Linked DNA regions of Capra hircus: region 1 is linked to region 2. A link is a contact called in public Hi-C data. All regions are on one chromosome and are shown on one strand. Each heading gives the region's core, a stretch centred on a gene start, on an enhancer-like site or on the middle of the called end of the contact. The rest is flanking DNA. Distances are from core to core; before and after follow the strand shown.

The links. A called contact is a pair of places that touch in the nucleus more often than the background predicts.
Region 1: a contact with region 2 is called in a Hi-C map of blood, with 2.5 times the contacts expected there. The contact joins two enhancer-like sites. A contact is called at or near these places in 3 of 5 Hi-C or Micro-C datasets (all in blood).

The regions. Positions count from the first base shown.
Region 1 is chr23:24,429,889-24,433,784 of ARS1.2, reverse strand. No RefSeq gene overlaps it. Among named protein-coding and RNA genes, the nearest start is that of MCM3, 21 kb to the left of the region's middle. Within about 2 kb of position 2,639, at least 3 of the 5 cell types and tissues checked have an H3K27ac peak or open chromatin away from gene starts, as enhancers often do.
Region 2 is chr23:24,338,516-24,342,637 of ARS1.2, reverse strand. All of the region lies in intron 1 of PAQR8 (membrane progestin receptor beta), which reads left to right. Among named protein-coding and RNA genes, the nearest start is that of EFHC1, 16 kb to the right of the region's middle. Within about 2 kb of position 1,642, at least 4 of the 5 cell types and tissues checked have an H3K27ac peak or open chromatin away from gene starts, as enhancers often do.

The sequences.
Region 1 (3,896 bases), core at 1,390-3,889, 90 kb before region 2:
ACAACACGTTCACCAGTGAGTTTTTTCACTTCTAGGACACTGTGAGGGAAGGAGAGAAAACTTAAAAGGGGGCAGGACACCAGGTAAACACAGCTAAATCAAATCGCAGCTGGATCTAGGGGTTGTCTGGCTCCGCTTCAAAAGATGGGGAAACCAAGGCTCCTTTCCAGCTCTGCACAACTCCAGCCCACCATTTGCCTCTGACAGTTGTAGCCTCAGCTAGGTGGGTGAGGGTAGGCTGGAAGGAGGACTGAGAGAGACCAAGGAAATGTTCTCGCCTTCTGAAAACTGTAAGGGTCAGGGCAGAAACTACCTCTTTCAGGAATCCCTCTGGTTAACTCAACCCGGAGAACGAACAGCCCCATCATCCAATGAGCTACTGGGCTGCAGTCCTACAATGGCCAATCACAACTGGAAAAAGGCGGGTGCTTAACAACGAAGAAGTTCTTATGTAGTCAAGTTGATTAGCCTACACACACACACACACATAGTCTAATTAACTACCACACACACACACGTAGTCTAATTACCACACACACACACACACAACTGTACAGTTCACTCTCCACCCTCCCTGTATAACTCCTGCTCACCTCCTAGCTGGTCCTCCTGTCCCCAGCTCCCTCTCCTTCCCCCTCCAGTTCATCCCTCTTTACTCCTAAAGGGTTATCTTTTTTTAAAGGCCAAAGTGATCATGTCACCTCTCTGGGTGATTTCCATCAGTGCTTCTCTTTGGCTCTTAGGAAAATGTTCAAGCTCCTTAGCTTGGATCCTCTGCAGCCCCACAATTCCCCCTCTCACCCCACCCTGCAGAACTAACTGCAGTTCTCCCAAGGGACCACAGTGTGTCACCCCTGTGCCTTTTGCAAGTCCCACTTGTGTTATGTTGCTAAGTTTGTGGCAATTTGTTACAACATATGTGCTTAGCATGTTTGCATGCTAAGTCACTTCAGTTGTGTTTGACTTTTTTCAACCCGGTGGACTGTAGCCTGCCAAGCTCCTCTATCCATAGGTTTCTCCACGCAAGGACGCTGGAGTGGGTTGCCATGCCCTCTAGGGGATCTTCCTGACCCAGGGATCAAACCCATGTCTCATGTCCCCTGCATTGACAGGCGGGTTCTTAACCAATAGTGCCACCTGGAACTGATACAGCAACAGTAGGAAACTAATAGAGATTATTATTTGAACAGAGTTGGTGAAGAGAAGGGCACATTTGTGTGTGTACTGGTGTAAAGGGAGGTAGATAAATGTTTATGCCTTTATGAGTGATCAAAGTGGGACTCAAGAAATTTAAAGTAGAACCAACAGATGTGTATGTCAGCCACTATCAACTTCTTGGGCTATAAAGCAGCCACGCACCTATAACCAATTGTTTATAGGCTCCTTTGACAGTGAAAACAATTTGTTCTCCTATGGCTGGGGATGACCAGCGTACATGCCCTCTCGGCACTTTATAAGAAGATACAACACCTTGGAGCCTTATTAATACAAACATCAGCAACAGTACTTTATTCTCAGGAATGGAAAAAGGAGGGTTAATGTGGAAAGAAGGAAAAGGACCTGAAGGGGAAAGTCAAATGAAAAAGCAGGATGGATAATTATCTCCTTGGGTTGGCCCGGCCAAAAATGCCAGGTGCCGGCTGTTGGCTTGACGCACCTGGAACCTCAGCAGCCTTTGTGCCTCATCCTTTGCGGTTCTGCTGTGTGTAGCAAGGGTGGAGGCTGTGGTCCAACTCTGGGCATTAGACCTTTCCTCAAACAACCCTGGATATTCATTGGAAGGACTGATGCTGAAGCTCCAATACTTTGGCCACCTGATACGAAGAGCCAAGTTACTGGAAAAGACCCTGATGCTGGAAAAGGTAGAAGGCAGGAGAAGAAGGGGACAACAGAGGATGAGATGGTTGGATGGCATCACCAGTTCAATGGCTATGACTTTGAGCAAGCTCTGGGAGATGGTGAAGGACAGGAAAGCCTGGTGTGCTGCAGCCCATGGGGTCACAAAGAGTTGGACACAGCTGAGCAACTGAACAGCAACAACCACAATGCAGATTATGGAGCCAGCAACAGCCAGTGACCACCTCACCGATACATTCCACTTCCCAGTGGCTACACTGCTGCTGGCCTGTCAGCTGTCTGAAGGCCTGCTCCACAGTGCCCCAGACAGCCCAGATCACCTGTTGAAACACAGCTCCTCAGGGGTGACAGATTGGTGGTACTGAGCTGTACACCACTAAAACAGAGGGTACGTTCCACCACCCACTGGGACAAGCCCTGTGACACCCCCCTATTTCTTTCTGGACAGCGGGTAAGAGAGTGCCTGCATCTCCCCTATGGCAAAGCTGACTTGCTTCCAACACATGTGAATTATGGCTGGATCCAAGGCAACTGACAAACACTTGGCTGAAATAAAGGTCGAGACCAGCAGGACATGAAAGACACTGACAGCTGTTAAGATAGTTTTCTACGTATGCCTCCAGTAGCCCCACCTCACATTGGGATCTTTCCACGACCTCCTGTAGGTCAGGCTGCCTTTTCTGGAGGTCCTGAAAGATAGCACAGATGGCATCTCCAATGTCTCGAAAGGCGTGCCCAGCTCTAGATCAACACTCAAGGTCAGAGGCAGCAGGGAGGCCAGCCAATACGGTCTAACAGCTGCTTTCTGAGGCACAGAGAGAAGCAGTTTCAAGTGGGTGGCCTCCCTTTGAAGATGCAGGCCAGCTTTTTGCAGATATAATAAAATGTCTCCTGAGACATCCGGAAGGCTGGGCTCCATCTGTGGGGGCTTAGTCTACACACTCAGAGGTCCTGCCAACAAATGCGAAGCAGCGTGGGGAGCACCCTGGTCCTGGGGGCTCGTCTTCCAAGGTCGGGGGGACAAAGTGTCTCTATAAGCAAAGTGGATGACCACAGATGGAGGATGGCTTGATTCAGTTGGACCTGCACGGCCTGGGCCAGGGCAGCCACCGCTCAGCCTCCCCAATCCCAGCCACAGCATGGCAGCCATGCAGCGCTGCCCCAGCTGGATCCACAACGCATGCCTGGGGGCTTGTGGGCACCACTGAGCTGAGCTGGCCAGAGTGATGTGTGGGTGTGTATGCTTTTCCTCATGATGGTCAGTGAAATGTTTCTCCCCCAGGTAGGTGTGGGCACCCACCAGGAAGCTCAAGGTTGAATTAGCTGATGAATATCAGCCCTGCCATTATGAACCGGTTAAGGGTGTGAATGTCATTACATCTGTGTAAACCACACATCGGCCTCCTCTGCCCATTTTCTTACAGACTCAGCAGGACAGTAGCCAGGACAAAATGGTGGTGATTTAGTCACTAAGTCCTGTCTGACTCTTGTGATAGAATGGCCCAGCACAAATAAGACTAGGTTCTTAGTGGGGATTTAAGATTGTCTTCTTTTCTTCACAGATGACTTCTGCTAAAGGACTTTTAATTTCTCCAGGCCTTCTGACTCTCTTCTCCAAGCTAACATATTAGTGAAATTCAGTGGAAAGTCCCCTCCCATGCACTAAAATCAAAGAGTGCCTTGAAAACCCAAACTACTTCACAGATTTCACTTGTCCTGATCATGCAGTTCCCCCACAAAGAAACACATGAAGAGACAGTATTTTTGGGGGGGACAAAAAAGACAAGATCCTTTTCAATGTCAGATTTCTGGCTTTTAGTTAAAATTTTAACTCTGGATTTTGACTGTATTATTATGCAGAAGGATCTGCTTCACAGCAGTGCAGAAAAAGGACAGATAAGTTATTCCTTAACATTTTCAGGATGAAAACCACAAGGAAGAGTAGACTTTAACATGAGAGTTCTGGTGTTGCCAACTCAGGTGGAAAGCCCTACGAACTGCCTAGAGCTGGAACTAAGAAGCTGCAGAGGACTTCTGCT
Region 2 (4,122 bases), core at 393-2,892:
CTAATTAAACTCTATATAAAGCAGTTGGGAGAAGTATTATGAAGAATCCAGAAATGTATCCAAAATTATTAAATTCCATTTCTGTTTTCAAAGATTGCATTAAAATCAATCATAAGGTACAAAATAAGTATGTTACTAATTGTAACCCGTCTGTGTGTTCTTTAGCTCCATTCTTGCTGATACTTTAATGTGCATGGTTTGTCTTTTCAAAGTACTGTTCAGCAACTGCTCGTTTTTCATTATTGACTCTTTTTTCTAAGACGTAGAGAGACAGGAAAACATCTCCCACCTACTCTTATTTATGAGGAGAATGACCTTGAGTAGTTAAACGTCTTGGGCATGACCACATAGCTCATTGTGTAGAGCAAATATTAACAGCCAGACTTCCCAACTTACAAACCATGATTTTCTTTTTTTTTCCCCTCAACCTGGCAGAACAGAATGAAATTGGTGCTGTATGTCTAGGCCTAAAGAACTGTTTGTTCAGTAAATCATGATTAAGGATATGATTATTTTATATGCTGCAAACCATTTTAGCCTGAGAACTTGCACACCACAAAGTCCCTGCCCTTAGACGGGCTGTTGGTGGGGAAGTGAGTGCATCACCAGGGGTCAGGGACTGGGAGAGAAGTGTGATGGGGAGGCAAGGCCAGGGTAGGTGGGAGCTAGGGCATCTTGAGGGTAGAGGTGGGGAGTCAGGAGGGACCTTAGGGAAAGCTGGGTATGTGTGTGTGCCTGCACCAACGCCATGGTGTCAAGATGTGGTTTCCTCCAAAGTGTGCTCTCAGACTTTACAGCAGGCCCCCCTTTTTAAAAATTTGTGTTTATTTGGCTGCACTGAGTCTTAGTTGCGGCATGTGAGATTTTGTTCCCCAACCAGGGATTGAATCCAGGCCCCCTGCCCTGGGAGTGCAGAGCCCAAGCCACTAGACCACCAGGGAAGTCCCTACAGCTGGCCCTTGGATGCCTGTTTCTGGAAGCGGTGCCCACTCTGTCTTGGTGAAGTTAAGCCTGTCTAAGGGGGTAGCAGGGTGCTTTCCTGCTGGCTTAGCAGGTAAAGAATCTACCTGTGTCTATTGCAGGAGACGCAGCAGATGTGGGTTCGATTCCTGGGTCGGGAAGATACCCCTGAGGAGGAAATGGCAAACCACTCCAGTAATCTTGCCTGGAGAATGTCCATGGACAGGGGAGCCTGGTGGGCTACAGTCCCTGGGGTTGCAAAGAGTCAGACACGACTGAGCAACTAAGCGCACAGAACTTAGTAGGCAATGCGGGTGGGGCGTAGCAAGGAGCTTCTTCCGGGATTCCTTCTCCCACAGCTCATACCCCAAGTGACTCACCTCTGTTTTTTTAAACAGTAAAACCAGACTGATAACTTTCATCTGATCTCCCTCCGTGGTTCACCAGACGTGGTAGAAACCTGTGTGTAAAGAGTAGAGCCCTTCAGCTCCCCAAGGCCCCCGGGAGCCTTGCTTCCCCATCAGAGCTTCTCAGCCAACGCAGATCTTAGCTTCGGTGCCGTCCCGTCCCAGGCCCAGCCCTGCAGTGGATCCACCGATCCCAGGGCCAGTGCACCCCACCCATTCCCCACCTCCCCTGCTGTGCTGTCACCAGCTGCCACCGAGGTCAGCTGGAGGCGAGGCTGCAGAACTCAAAACTCCGGGCTCTTGGATCCCTCTGCTGGCTGATAGCAGAAGCACTGCTTAGCTCTTCCTCTTTCTCTGTTTTCTTGTTTTTAAATGAATTAAGGTATTCAAATAATACCTTTTTGTTTTTCCCATTTCCCGCTTCCCCTCTTTCTGTCTTTCTGACTGACTCTGTAATGCTTAGTTAGTTTCTCTTGGTGTCTTTAATTCCTCTATGGGCACAGTTCATAGCCGGATCCTGGTGGGGGATCCATAGTGGGTGCTGGCTAATCAGATGTCTCAGGACCCGGTACAGAGCAGGCACTGAGCCCTCTGCTCATCAATGCCCCCTGCCTCTGGCACCAACCACCAACCATGTCATAATAATGGCAACATTTTGCCAGTTGAGGATTTGGGACCAAGCCCCATGTTGAATGCATTACAGGCATTATGTCATAAAGTCCTATGTCATTAGCTCTGCTTCCCAGATGACAAAGCCCAGGCTGGCGCTGCAGGCATGTTGATGGGACTGCAGGTTGGAGCTCAGATCTCTGGAGCCAGCATCGTCCTTCCAGCCACACAAGTGCCACCTCCTTGGGAGCCTGGGCTTTGACCCTGCTCTCTGCCTGAATATCTTCTACCCTCACACCCCAACCCAAACCCACTTCCCCATTGTCTCTTGGGAATTCTGACTTTTCCTTAAAAGTTAGTTCAGAGGTCGCTTGGAAAAGCCCGCTCACCCACCCTTTCCACCTTCTGCTTTGGTTGTTTACAGAGACCTCGTGGTCTGTGGGCAACAAGTATATCTCTTATTCGAATTGTTTGGATGTGTGTTCTCTGTTCTATTCATGTATCGCTTATGGGTGGCCCCTGTCCTGTCCTTAAATAATTATATTTTATCAATTGTTAAAACTGCCCTCACCTCTCGTGGGGCACTCATCCCAGGTTTCTGTCATGATTTACCTGTGTATCTGTCCGTCCTGTAGAGTCTGACCTCCTCCAAGGCAGGGAGCAGATCTAATCAGTCTCCATACCCCAGCACAGAGCCCGGCTCCCAGTCATAGAATAGCAGCAGGATTTGACACTCAAACACCCAGCTGGGCCAGGCAGAATGCTCCTCACTTTGTTTAGAGTCTCTCATTTAACCATCAAAACATCCCACCCAATATGGACAGTGATCACCCCATTTTACAGATGAAGATACTGAAGCTTAGCAAGGTCTGTGACTGACCCAAGGTCACCCAGGGAGCAGCCAACCAAACGCTTGACTCCAGGTCTCCCTAGACTTTGTATTTACATTTTATTAATTTCCATGCCCTACATTTTTGACCCGATGAGGTATTTTTTTTTGCTTTTAATATTGATTAAGAAGTGTGTATGGGAAGATGACATTTGCTTGGCTAACATCTGCAGTGCCCTGAGAAACACTGGCTGTATCCTTTGCTAAAGGACTCTGAAGAAAGGGAGTCCTTTTGAATCAATCAGGTTTTGAACTTTTCTGAAGGAAAGAGTTTGAGGAATATGAAGGTATCTGTAGATAGACTGAAAATCCATTGCTTTATTCAGTAACTTCATCTGAAATTTTGCAGCGCTTTTATGAAATAATCACCATGCTTATCTGGTTCATGTATCACCTAAAAATTCCAAGTGCAAGTTAAATATTTTTGAAGCCTGAAACTTATCCCATACGGATATGGGTACACAGGAAAGGCGAGTCCAAAACTACTTGCTTTCCAGAGCATAATTTAAACATACACACACACAATCTTTGCAATTAGATTTCTTGTTAAATTTAGGCCACATGTTAATTTTGTTCAACTGTTAAGATTTCCCAGAATATTCCTTGGTCTTTACCACCCTATGGATGACCTTGAGTTTCAAGTTACTATTGCTTATCTCAGATTTTCAAGTTCACAGTGAAATTAGTGGATAATTTAAGATTAGTGCTCAAGAAATATAGACTCTCATTCATCAAATCAACATTGATCATTTTTGTATTTCAGTAAAATACTCTGTACTTTTAGAGCCTGTCTGATTACATTTTAATATTATCTTGTTTAAGGGTGTGTGTTCCTTATGTTCAACTCTTTGTGACCCCAGAGACTGTAGCCCACCAGGCTCCTCTGTCCATGGGATTTTCCAGGCAAGAATACTGGAGTGGGTTGCTATTTCTTTCTCCAGGGGATCTTCCCAGCCCAGGGATTGAACCTGCATCGCTTGAATCTCCTGCATTGGCAGGCGGATTCTTTACCACTGAGCCATCTAGCAAATATCATCTAGCAAATCTTTAAAGGTACCCTTAGTTACTTGGTAGATGTCATAAAAATAGGGTTGCTAACATTCCCTTTTGGAGAAGGAAATGGCAACCCACTCCAGTGTTCTTGCCTGGAGAATCCCAGGGATGGCAGAGCCAGGTGGGCTGCCGTCTACGGGGTCGCAGAGAGTCGGACACGACTGAAGTGACCTAGGAGCAACATTCCATTTTACAAGATGCGAC